Regions from separate parts of the Bactrocera dorsalis genome. Here region 1 is linked to region 2. A link is a contact called in public Hi-C data. All regions are on one chromosome and are shown on one strand. Each heading gives the region's core, a stretch centred on a gene start, on an enhancer-like site or on the middle of the called end of the contact. The rest is flanking DNA. Distances are from core to core; before and after follow the strand shown. Region 1 holds the start of LOC105233348 (adhesion G protein-coupled receptor A3). Region 2 overlaps LOC105233350 (spectrin beta chain).

The links. A called contact is a pair of places that touch in the nucleus more often than the background predicts.
Region 1: a contact with region 2 is called in a Hi-C map of whole body, with 8 times the contacts expected there. The contact joins the promoter of LOC105233348 here to the enhancer-like site in region 2. A contact is called at or near these places in 2 of 2 Hi-C or Micro-C datasets (both in whole body).

What each region holds. Positions count from the first base shown.
Region 1 is chr4:21,852,477-21,857,683 of ASM2337382v1, reverse strand. It overlaps LOC105233348 (adhesion G protein-coupled receptor A3), which reads left to right and starts at 1,620. Exons shown (of 4, transcript XM_011215413.4): 1 at 1,620-2,161; 2 at 2,227-2,445; 3 at 2,508-2,721; 4 at 3,342-5,207. The coding sequence starts at 1,947. All of the region lies in intron 1 of LOC125778503, which reads right to left.
Region 2 is chr4:21,817,237-21,822,249 of ASM2337382v1, reverse strand. It overlaps LOC105233350 (spectrin beta chain), which reads right to left. Exons shown (of 9, transcript XM_029553434.2): 6 at 4,842-4,892; 7 at 4,190-4,293; 8 at 3,963-4,129; 9 at 3,542-3,894. The coding sequence ends at 3,708. Among protein-coding and RNA genes, the nearest start is that of LOC105233350, 13 kb to the right of the region's middle. Within about 2 kb of position 2,394, the one cell type or tissue checked has open chromatin away from gene starts, as enhancers often do.

The DNA of each region.
Region 1 (5,207 bases), core at 371-2,870, 36 kb before region 2:
ATATACGGCGGCGAAGAACTGATGTGTCAGCTTCTTTGTAGAATATCGTAGGTTGAAAGCATGCCCGACGATTGGAATTTAAGTGTGCTCTGCCCAAAAAGGAGACCCCACAATCTGCGCCAACTACCGTAGGATAAGCCTCGTCAACATCACATGTAATGTCCTATCGAGTTCACTGGGTGAAAGATTAAAGCCCACCGTCAACAAACTGATTGCACCTTATCAATGTGGCTTTAGGCCTGAAAATTCGACAACTGACCAGATATTCATCATGCATGAAATCTTGGAAAAGATCTGTGAAAAGAGAATCGACGCACACCCCCTCTTCGTCGATTTCAAAGCTGCTTTCGATGCCGTGTCTGAATTTAGTATCCCCGCAAAAGTAATACGGCTGTGTAAACTGACGTTGAGCAACACCAAAAGTTCCTTCAGGATCGGAAAGGACCGTTCGATACCAAACGAGGCTTCAGACAAGGCGACTCCTTTTCGTGTGACTTTTTCAATCTACTTCTGGAGAAAATAATTCGAGCTGCAGAACTTAATCGAGCAGGTATAATCTTTTATAAGAGTGTACAGCTGCTGGCGTATGCCGATGATATTGATATCATTGGCCTCAACACCGGCGCCGTTAGTTCTGCTTTCTCCAGATTGGATAATGAAGCAAGGCAAATGGGTTCGGTGGTGAACGAGGGCAAGATGAAGTATTTTCTGTCATCGAACAAACAGTCGTCGCGCACGCGTCTTAGCTCTCACGTCACTGTTAGAAGTCATAACTTCGAAGTCGTAGATAATTTCCTCTATACTGGTTCCAATATCAACACCGCCAACAATGTCAGCCTGGAAATCCAACGCAGAGGAACTCTTGCCAACAAATGCTACTTCGGACTTAGTAGGCAATTGAGAAGTAGAGTCCTCTCTCGACGAACAAAAACCATATTATATAAGTCACTCATTATTCCATGGACGATGACAACAACTGATAATTCGACGTTACGGGTTTTCGAGAGAAAGGTTTTACGAAAGATTTATGGTCCTTTGCGCGTTGGCTTCGGCGAATATCGCATTCGATGGAACGATGAGCTCTATGAGATATACGACGACATTGACATAGTTCACCGAATTAAAAGACAGCTCTGAAAGTATTCGATGCAGTACCCGCCGGGGGAAGCAGAGGAAGAGGAAGACCTCCACTCCGTTGGAAAGACCAGGTGGAGAAGTCCTGGCTTCGCTTGGAATCTCCAATTGCTGCCATTTTGCGAAAAGAAACAACTGGCGCGCTAATTCTAACTCGGCTATAACCACGTAAGCGGTGTCTACGCCAGTAAAGAGCAAGAATGTCAAATTAAGACATATTTATAGTACATAAATTAGTAAAGTAAAGTTTTTGCTTTTAATTTTATTCGTTTTGTGAACATATTTATTTTTTTTTTTAACAAATGACGGATTTCATTTTGTTTTGATTTAAAATTTTTCTTTCCTTTTGTCACAAGAAAATTTAATATTTTTTTAAAAAAGTTGGAAAATTGTTTACCCTAATTGAGCAAGTATAAAAATGATGTTACCGTTTGGCACACAGCCAAGGGTGTAATTTTTGTAAATTTGTTTGTTATGTGGTAACGTTTAGGATAACAAGAATATGCTTTGGAAACGGAACGGTTCACTGCGAGAGCGTTTTTGTTGATGTTTAAATTATTGGCTTTTCGCTTAAAAGATATTTTTGGAAATATTTGTTTTTACAAGTAACATATTTTAAAGTTATTTTGTTATGAATACTACAGATGACAAATAAATGTAAATTGACGTATTTTAATGGAAGAACACAGATCGGAAATTGTGTTTAATATATAAAAAATACATCTATCCATAAAGAGTTCTTCCAACATAGTAAAAGTGGTATTTTATTTTGGAATGTGTCTATAAATAAAAGTTTTAATAAAAATTTAAAAATGCGGGTGCAAAGTATTTACATTTGGTTTATAGTTTGGCCAATACACACGTTTTTGGCAAACATTGTAAATTCTTGTCCGGTTAGATGCCAGTGTAAAGCAGCCTCAGATAATAGCTCCAATGTACGAGTTAAGTGCGGTGGCATTACAGAGACACCTATCTCCAATTGGGAAAACCTAGACTTTTCTGAAATTGGACAACATTTGATTTCGCTGTAGGAAAATTTTGTTATATTTACCAAAAAAAAAAATGATTAATGGTTTCTAATATATTTTATAGTGACTTAAGCAATAATGCATTTACAAGCATCCAAAGTGACGATCTCAATAGTTTAACACAGCTGAAACGGTTAGATTTGTCTTCAAATCTGTTGAGAAAAATTGACAAAGACACATTTGGAGCATCACTAATTAATTTGGAACGTTTAAAACTGAGTAAAAATGCTATTAGACATATATTTTCTGGTTCCTTTGAATTTATGCAAAATTTGAAGTACCTGTAAGTATCGAAATTGAACGCTGTTTCCACCAAATTATGTTTAAATATATAATGATTTTCAGGGATATTTCAAATAATCCTCTAGTATGCAACTGTGATTTAGTTTGGCTCTTAGCGTGGACTACTGATCGCGTCATAAAAATGCAGCCTTCACCTAAGTGCGAATCACCTGTATATTTTAAAGATACTTTCTTGAAAAAACTAAGGGTTGGCGTGGATTTACATTGCGAATCTCCTTTACAAACATTTTTGGAACTAATACCATTAAAAAATCAGGTAAAATTAATATAAATATAAAGAATCTTATGCCCAGAGTAAAGTTAAATTTTGAAATGACCGCCAAGAGTTACCCTCAAGATAATTACATAAAATAAGTATATTAAAGTTATTTAGAAATTAGAATGTCCACCACAAATTTCACTATTTGGCATGTTTTACGATATATATGTATATCGTTAAGAAAAACATATTGAACGAGTAATATTAATATTTAACTAAGTTATACCATAGTCAAATTATATTTCCATACTATTGAAATTCAATCAAAAATTCGGTGGCAATCTACTTCACATGGTAAAAACACTTTTTTAGAAAACGGTGGAGTAGAAATGTTTCAGTTATACAAGAGAATTTAAACACGATACTTCACAAACGCTTGACTAATATATTATGTTAGTTTAACCATTATCATTTCAACCAACCAATCAAACATCTAAAGATCTGTTCAATCTAAGCTCGTTTCTTTATTTTCGCAACACTGAGATCAGCGGCTATAATACATGTAAATACGCATGCATTAACTACACATAATTAAATACAATCGCTACATCGCAATTTGAGTTAATTACATTAATTAAAAAAATATAACCAGTTAAATAATTTTCTTTGTATTCTAGATTGTTTTTGAAGGAGATCAACTAGTTCTAAAATGTCGCGCTCCCCGTGTTGCCATAGAGGTAGCTCGAGAATCAGAAGACATTCTTTCATCACGGGCCCATATCTTTTGGGGTTGGTCAGAAAAAGTTCGCCGCTCTAACTCAACTGATGATATAATTTACAACGACCCAGAGAAAGTTTTTACCGATGTTAATATCTCAACAAAGCACATCTCTGACTCTGGTATACTCAATTCTATCCTCAAAATTGAACAAATTTCTAAAAATCATTCTGGAATGTGGGATTGCACATTAAATTCACAACAGGCGAATTTATCTAAAGCAATTACAGTAGTTGTAATAGCAAAAGACACCACATACTGTAAAGCCACAATAGTTCGATCAAATAAGGGAACTTATTACTGGCCCCAAGCTATACGTGGAGAAACTGTTAGTCAGGGGTGTGCTGAAAATGAAGAGCTCATAGTCACATACAATTGCAATGCAATGGGAGAATGGGAAAACTTAGATACAAGTGTTTGCCCCTTCGTAAGTGAAACTACAAAAATTTTAGAGCATTTTTCAAAAATGAATTTTACAAAAAATAACGCATTCGAAATTGCTGAACGGCTACAAAATTTCACACACACTCAAATATATTTGAATAATATTAAGGATCCTGTGGATTTGGAATTCATTGCACGCACTTTGAAGAAATATTTGGACTACATATCGTATAAGCAAGATATGCCATTCTTATTACTAAGTATGGTATCAAACCTTTTATTGTTGCCAAAGCGTCTGTTTGAAGAAGCGCAAACCAAATTTGGAACATGTCTTAGTTTTTTGAATACGATCGAAACAGCATCATCGCATGTTCAGTCTTTACCACCCACTGATCAAGACATCAGAAATGACCAATTGTCTATTTCCAGAAATATTTTCGTGGACTTTTTCAACATTCATGTTGATTCATTTACTGGTATATCGTGCACATGGCTAAATAGTGTTAATAACTTAGAACATCGTAACTTTGAATGTAGCTCTTCTAATGACACCTTTCCTATGTTCGAGAGGTATATCGATGCTGCTATTCAGATTCCTGTAACTTCCTTGTTCGATAAAACTGAAAAATCAATTAGACTTATGGTTGCACTGTTTCGAAATGGAAATCTGTTTGGCCTTATGGACAAAAATAGTAATTTTCCAGAAGTACAACATTTACTGCTGACATCTGCAGTTATCGGAGCTAGAATATCAAAAGAGTCAATGGAGTCATTACCGTTAGTTGATATAAGTGATAAAATATTCATCATGTTACGAGTACATCCTTTTCATAATGAAAAAAGTTCGCCGATACCAGCGTGGTGGGATGATAATTTAAATATTTGGAATCCCCGGGAATGTCGAAAGTTGTATTTTCACCGTGGCCTATTGTTGTTCACTTGTAGTCGGTTGGGTTACTATGGGCTTCTGCAACGCCCTGAATACCTAAATGACTACATAACTGAAGGGTCAGGGGCTACTTTTAGATTCGCACCTGTAAGCGTATATATAGGAAGCGTAGTTGTTTTCTTATGTTCGTGGATTAATATAACTACTTTTGTAATTTTTCGCAAAGCAATTCGAATGAATCGTCAACAAAGGCACTCTCTGGTGAATATTTGGCTGTCAGTTTCATTTTTATCAGCCGTGTTTGTACTTGGAATATACCAAACAGAATATCCTCATATTTGCCGGGTAGTTGGAATTTTATTACATTACTTTTCTTTATCTGTTTTGTTATGGCTGTGCGTATGTCTTAGCAATTTGTACAAAGGTTTATCCAAATCTTATCAAGTAGCCTCTGAACCTGACGTGCCCAAGGAAGTACAATTTAAAAAACCA
Region 2 (5,013 bases), core at 1,145-3,644:
GGGTAGTATTGACCCGATTTTATCTATTTTTCTTAACACCACATACTACTAACAAGCCTTATACTAAACAACCAATCATATAGAGTCAGCCGGATGTTCGTGGACACAAAGGTATACTATTAAAACACGCTCTCATATTCATCGACGTAACTCTTATATTAGCCGATATATGTGGTACAAAGTCATCGAAAGTTCGAAAATCTTTATATTAAGTATATGGGAGTTAAGGGACGTATTGGCCCGATGCAACCCATTTTTGACATACAGACATATCATTGACGGAGAAAGATTATCCCTGAATATAAATAATATATCTCACACATTGACTGATATTTTCGATCAAACGGCAACTATAGGTACTGGGGTCCAAAAATTTTGTACCTGGGAGCTGGAACAGTTTTTATTGGATTTAGTCTATTTTTGGTCATAATTTGGCACACACTAAAGACATATTGCATTTTTATCCCATTATATTAATTGCTTCTTGATTTGTGTACTGGAAAGATAAAGAATCAAATGGAATTTAAAATTGTGGTAAAAGTGGGCGGTGCTAAGCCCATCGTCCGATTTTCACACTGACTCCATAGATCTCACTAATACCATCGCGGAGGTAATATTTAATGTGTTTGTCATATATAGTTTTAAATTTATTGCGCTTCTAGTTTTCAACAGTACCGTTATATGGGGAGTGAGTGGGGATACCTACTTTTTCAAATTTTTTTTGCTCACGGGTGCCCTTTGCTACTCCAAACCCCTATTCCAATTCTTAGTTATGGCACTTTATATTTTTCCGGTTAATGGCGTTTTGTGGCGTGGCAGTGCTTCGATTATGCTCATCTACGAACTCGTAATTTTTTTTATACAAAGGAGCCCACATACCAAGTTTCTTCTCAATTTTTACTTAAGTTACAGCTTGCACGGGCGGACAGACAGAGAAACACCCGGATTTCAACTTTTCTTGTCACACTGATTATATATATACATATGTATAAATATGTGTAGAGCCTTATATCTATCTCTCTTAGTTTTAGGTGATACGTACAAGGATCAAAACACGTCAAGCGACAAACACGAATATTAGCAGGTTATTAGGTGAGGGACCAGACGCACACCTCGTGTTATAAATATTTCGACAAAATTAATGTTTTTGTTAAAGTTATTGAAGGTTGAAATTTAGAGCATCTATATTTGCCCATACCTGCTGAGTAGTATTTTGCAGGTGTAGTAGGTCATATACCGTAGAGAGGGTGTTTCACACCTCCGACTTTGCTCGTCAGCATGGGTACCTCGATATCTTGGTTTAGGGGACTGTTGTTGCGGATGTTTAAACACTTCCAAAATAGGGGATTGACGTAAAGCCAAGAATTTATTCATCCACATACTCATTGTGGCAAATATAGGGGTTTCCTCTTAGCTAGTTAAAAAACGCGCTTACCCATTTGTCCATTTCCAGTTTACAGCGAGAAAACCAAAACTAATTGTGATTTGCGATAAATTGCCATGAATGCCGCTAAAAATTTACAGCTAAATTCCACAAATTTGCGACATTAAATGAATACCACTAATATAATATCTGAAACTGAAATAGAATATAGAGCCTGTGCAGAGGTTGTCGGGGCTATTAAGTTATGTTCGACGGATGCGCTTAATATGCTTCTGCACCAACTGCCCATAGGAGTTTTCATACGAAAAGTAGCCTCTAGACGTGAATTAAGAAGAGATAAAGTAGGGGAGGAGAATTAAACCTCAATCTATGCGGACGGTTCCAAAATGGCCTGCGGAGCAGAGACGGGGATATACTTCGAGGATATTGATATCTTTTTCTCCATCAGTCTACCAAACTCAACTAGGATCTTCGAAGCAGATATACCAGGCATAGAGAAGGCCGGGGGAGTTTTACTGATTAATTACGTTTAAGAAAATGCTACCAAATACACAGGCGACATAGGCGACATTGCTTGATCAACAAATATAGGAAGTCTTTAAGCTCATTCGCAAGTCATCTCTAATTGTAAATAATTTGGGTTTCCAATTTTAGGAAAAATAGTAAGCTATATTACCAAGGTCCTCAACCTATCGCTGACTACTCTTCAAATACCCGATATGTATGTACATATATGTATGGAAAGTCGGAAGAATGGTTCCACTTCTAAAACATGGGAAACCCTCCAACAAAGGGGAGTCCTATCGTCCGATAACTCTCCTCTTTCCAGTAGTGAAGACAATTGAGGCCTTGCTACAACCGACCTTCACTCACCACCTGAGCCTAGCCAATCACCGGCATGGATTTTTGGACTTGTCAAAAGCTTTTGACACTGTCAATCACGGAACCTAACACCTACCCCCATCACATCCACAGCGACCTGCGCCTGAGCCTAGCCAATCACCAGCATGGATTTCGAAAAGTGCACAGCACCACCACATCACTTAGCGTCATAAACGCTTAGATAGTTCGTGGTCTTAACCAGAAGCCAACCTGTGAGAGAACAATCCTCAGAACTTTGGATTTGTCAAAAGCTTTTGACACTGTCAATCACGGAACCTAACACCTACCCCCATCAAATCCACACCGACCATATTTACGAACTGGGCGAAGGAGTATAGACTTAACCTTAATATTGCAGTCGATGACATCAAGATTCCGACTGTTAATAATCCTAAGATTTTGGGTGTAACATTTGATAGTCTATGCCCCTTCACTCTTCATACGACCGCAATTATCGACAAGATACAGAGCCGCAACCAAATCCGCACATGAGGAAAAGACAAAGAAACGTTGTTGGCAACTTACAAGGCAATCGGCCGGCCGATCCTCAATTACACCGCACCAATATGGTGGCCTGGATGCAATGGTACGCAGATGAAGAAACTTCAGACCTGCCAGAACACTGCACTCCGGACCACGATAGGATGCCTCTTGATATCTCCCATCGATCATCTACATAGTGAGACGCTTTTGCTCCCAGTTAAGGAGCATAATGAACTCCTCTCCAAGCAGTTCCTGCTAGAATGTTTTCGCAGAAATCACCCCTGCAGCCACTTGATTGGAGCGGAACCGCCTCCTAGTAACATCAAGAGGTCTTTCCTTAATTACGTCGACGACATCGAGCAGTACGCTGACCAGACTTCGGACGCAACAAACTTCCGACAAGCACTGACCGCCATTCACAGCGGATCTATCAGCACCTTCACCGACTTCCTTTCAGAGAATGGCGTTCTTGGAGACAAATCACCACCCATTGCAGACGAAAAGCTCCAGTTGCCGCGAGAAACGCGAGTGACCCTTGCGCAGCTTCGTTCTGGATATTGCAGCTATTGATATACTTTCCATGTTCACGAATGCAGCTATCTCCCCCATACTTTGGAGTTCGCAGTAAATTTTTTAAAATCAGATTTGTTGTGAGTGTCTTGCAGTGATCTTGTGAGCAACCCTACTGCTATATGTTAAAAGAAACCTAATACTTACCGATCAAAGCAGGGTATGATCGCTTGGTTTTGGAAAGATATTGAAAATAGTCAAATTAATTTGAAATAAATTAAATATTGATCTTCCCCTATAAGAGTTTGAGGAATAAATGTTTTATTGAATACATTGAAATGCATACATGTTTTTAATAAATAAGATACATATACATATATTTAGCATATTTGTCGTGCAATTTTGTAAGCAAAATTTAATATTATTATTAATAATGAACGTCCTCACTTTATTTTTTTTTAAGAGTAAAGAAAGATCTGCGTTTTGGTTCATCCTTCTGAGAAGTAGCTGGTAATGTTTGCGATCTGCTTTCAGCAACGGTTGCTGAATCACTTTGGGCCTTTAGGGACGATACCCACTGAGACATTTCATCATCATCATGCGCTTGTAATAAAAATTCAGCGCCCCCAGAAAGCCTTAAAATACGAAAACAGATATTATGGAAAAACTGAATGTATTTCATTAAACCATTGCTTATACTTACTTTATTCTTAGGACATGCTTCTTTTTGGTATAATCGGTAGCAATTTGAATACCTGCACCTTGTAAATCATAACTGGGCTCTCCACGGAACGTCAATTCAGGATTACTTTTATAACCCTTTTGATCTTTGTAGAATGATAAATGCCCTACTTTTGCAACTACGTATACCTATAAAATAAAAATAATCCAGAAAATGCATCTTTATTTTTTTACAATAGCGAGTCATACCTTATCCCAAGACCTATTCGAAGCTTTTTTCGTAGTAGATTCCCATTCATGTTTTCTTGTGAGGTAACCTTCCTGTCCTTCACCAGCCGACAAAGTTGCATGTTCTGAGTATTAAAACATTTTCATTTTTACACAAATATAAATATTGAATTTGAAAAAACTTGAATAAAAATATATTTAGAAGCATAATACGAGTATGTTGTATATTCGTGGCCATACAAATAAAAACAATTTAGTTGCCTACAACCTTCCACAAATTCAGCAAAAATACTTAAAGCGCCAAGGCAACACGGCAGCTTTCTATAGAAGCAGACGAATAAGAAAACTGCAATACACTTGTGACGGGTGATCAGAATACTGCGCTAGTTTTATCAACAATATATTACTTCCATTCCGAGGTATTTAGACACCCAATGAATAGAAATAACTTCCTTTACAAACTGTATCTAATATTATGCACTAATCCAGCGTAACATATGCAATGCATTTCAAAACCAATCATTTCTACTTCTTAAACTTAAACTTTGAATACTTTGTAGTCTATGTATATATGCTTCATAAATATACAAAAATAATACACTTATTTAAATTATTTGTTTTAGTTATATTACCATTTTCTGAACATGTTTTTATCATAGATTAATTAAAATACCTGTTTGTGGCTCTACAGTACGTTCCACATCAACAGATGTATCTACTACGACTTTTCCATGGCAGCAAAAATATTTAAGTAAAATATGAGACCGATATTAAACAGCTATGTATTCAAAATTACATACTTTCTAATGCAACAATTAAGCAAATAATTTATTCAAGGACATCAA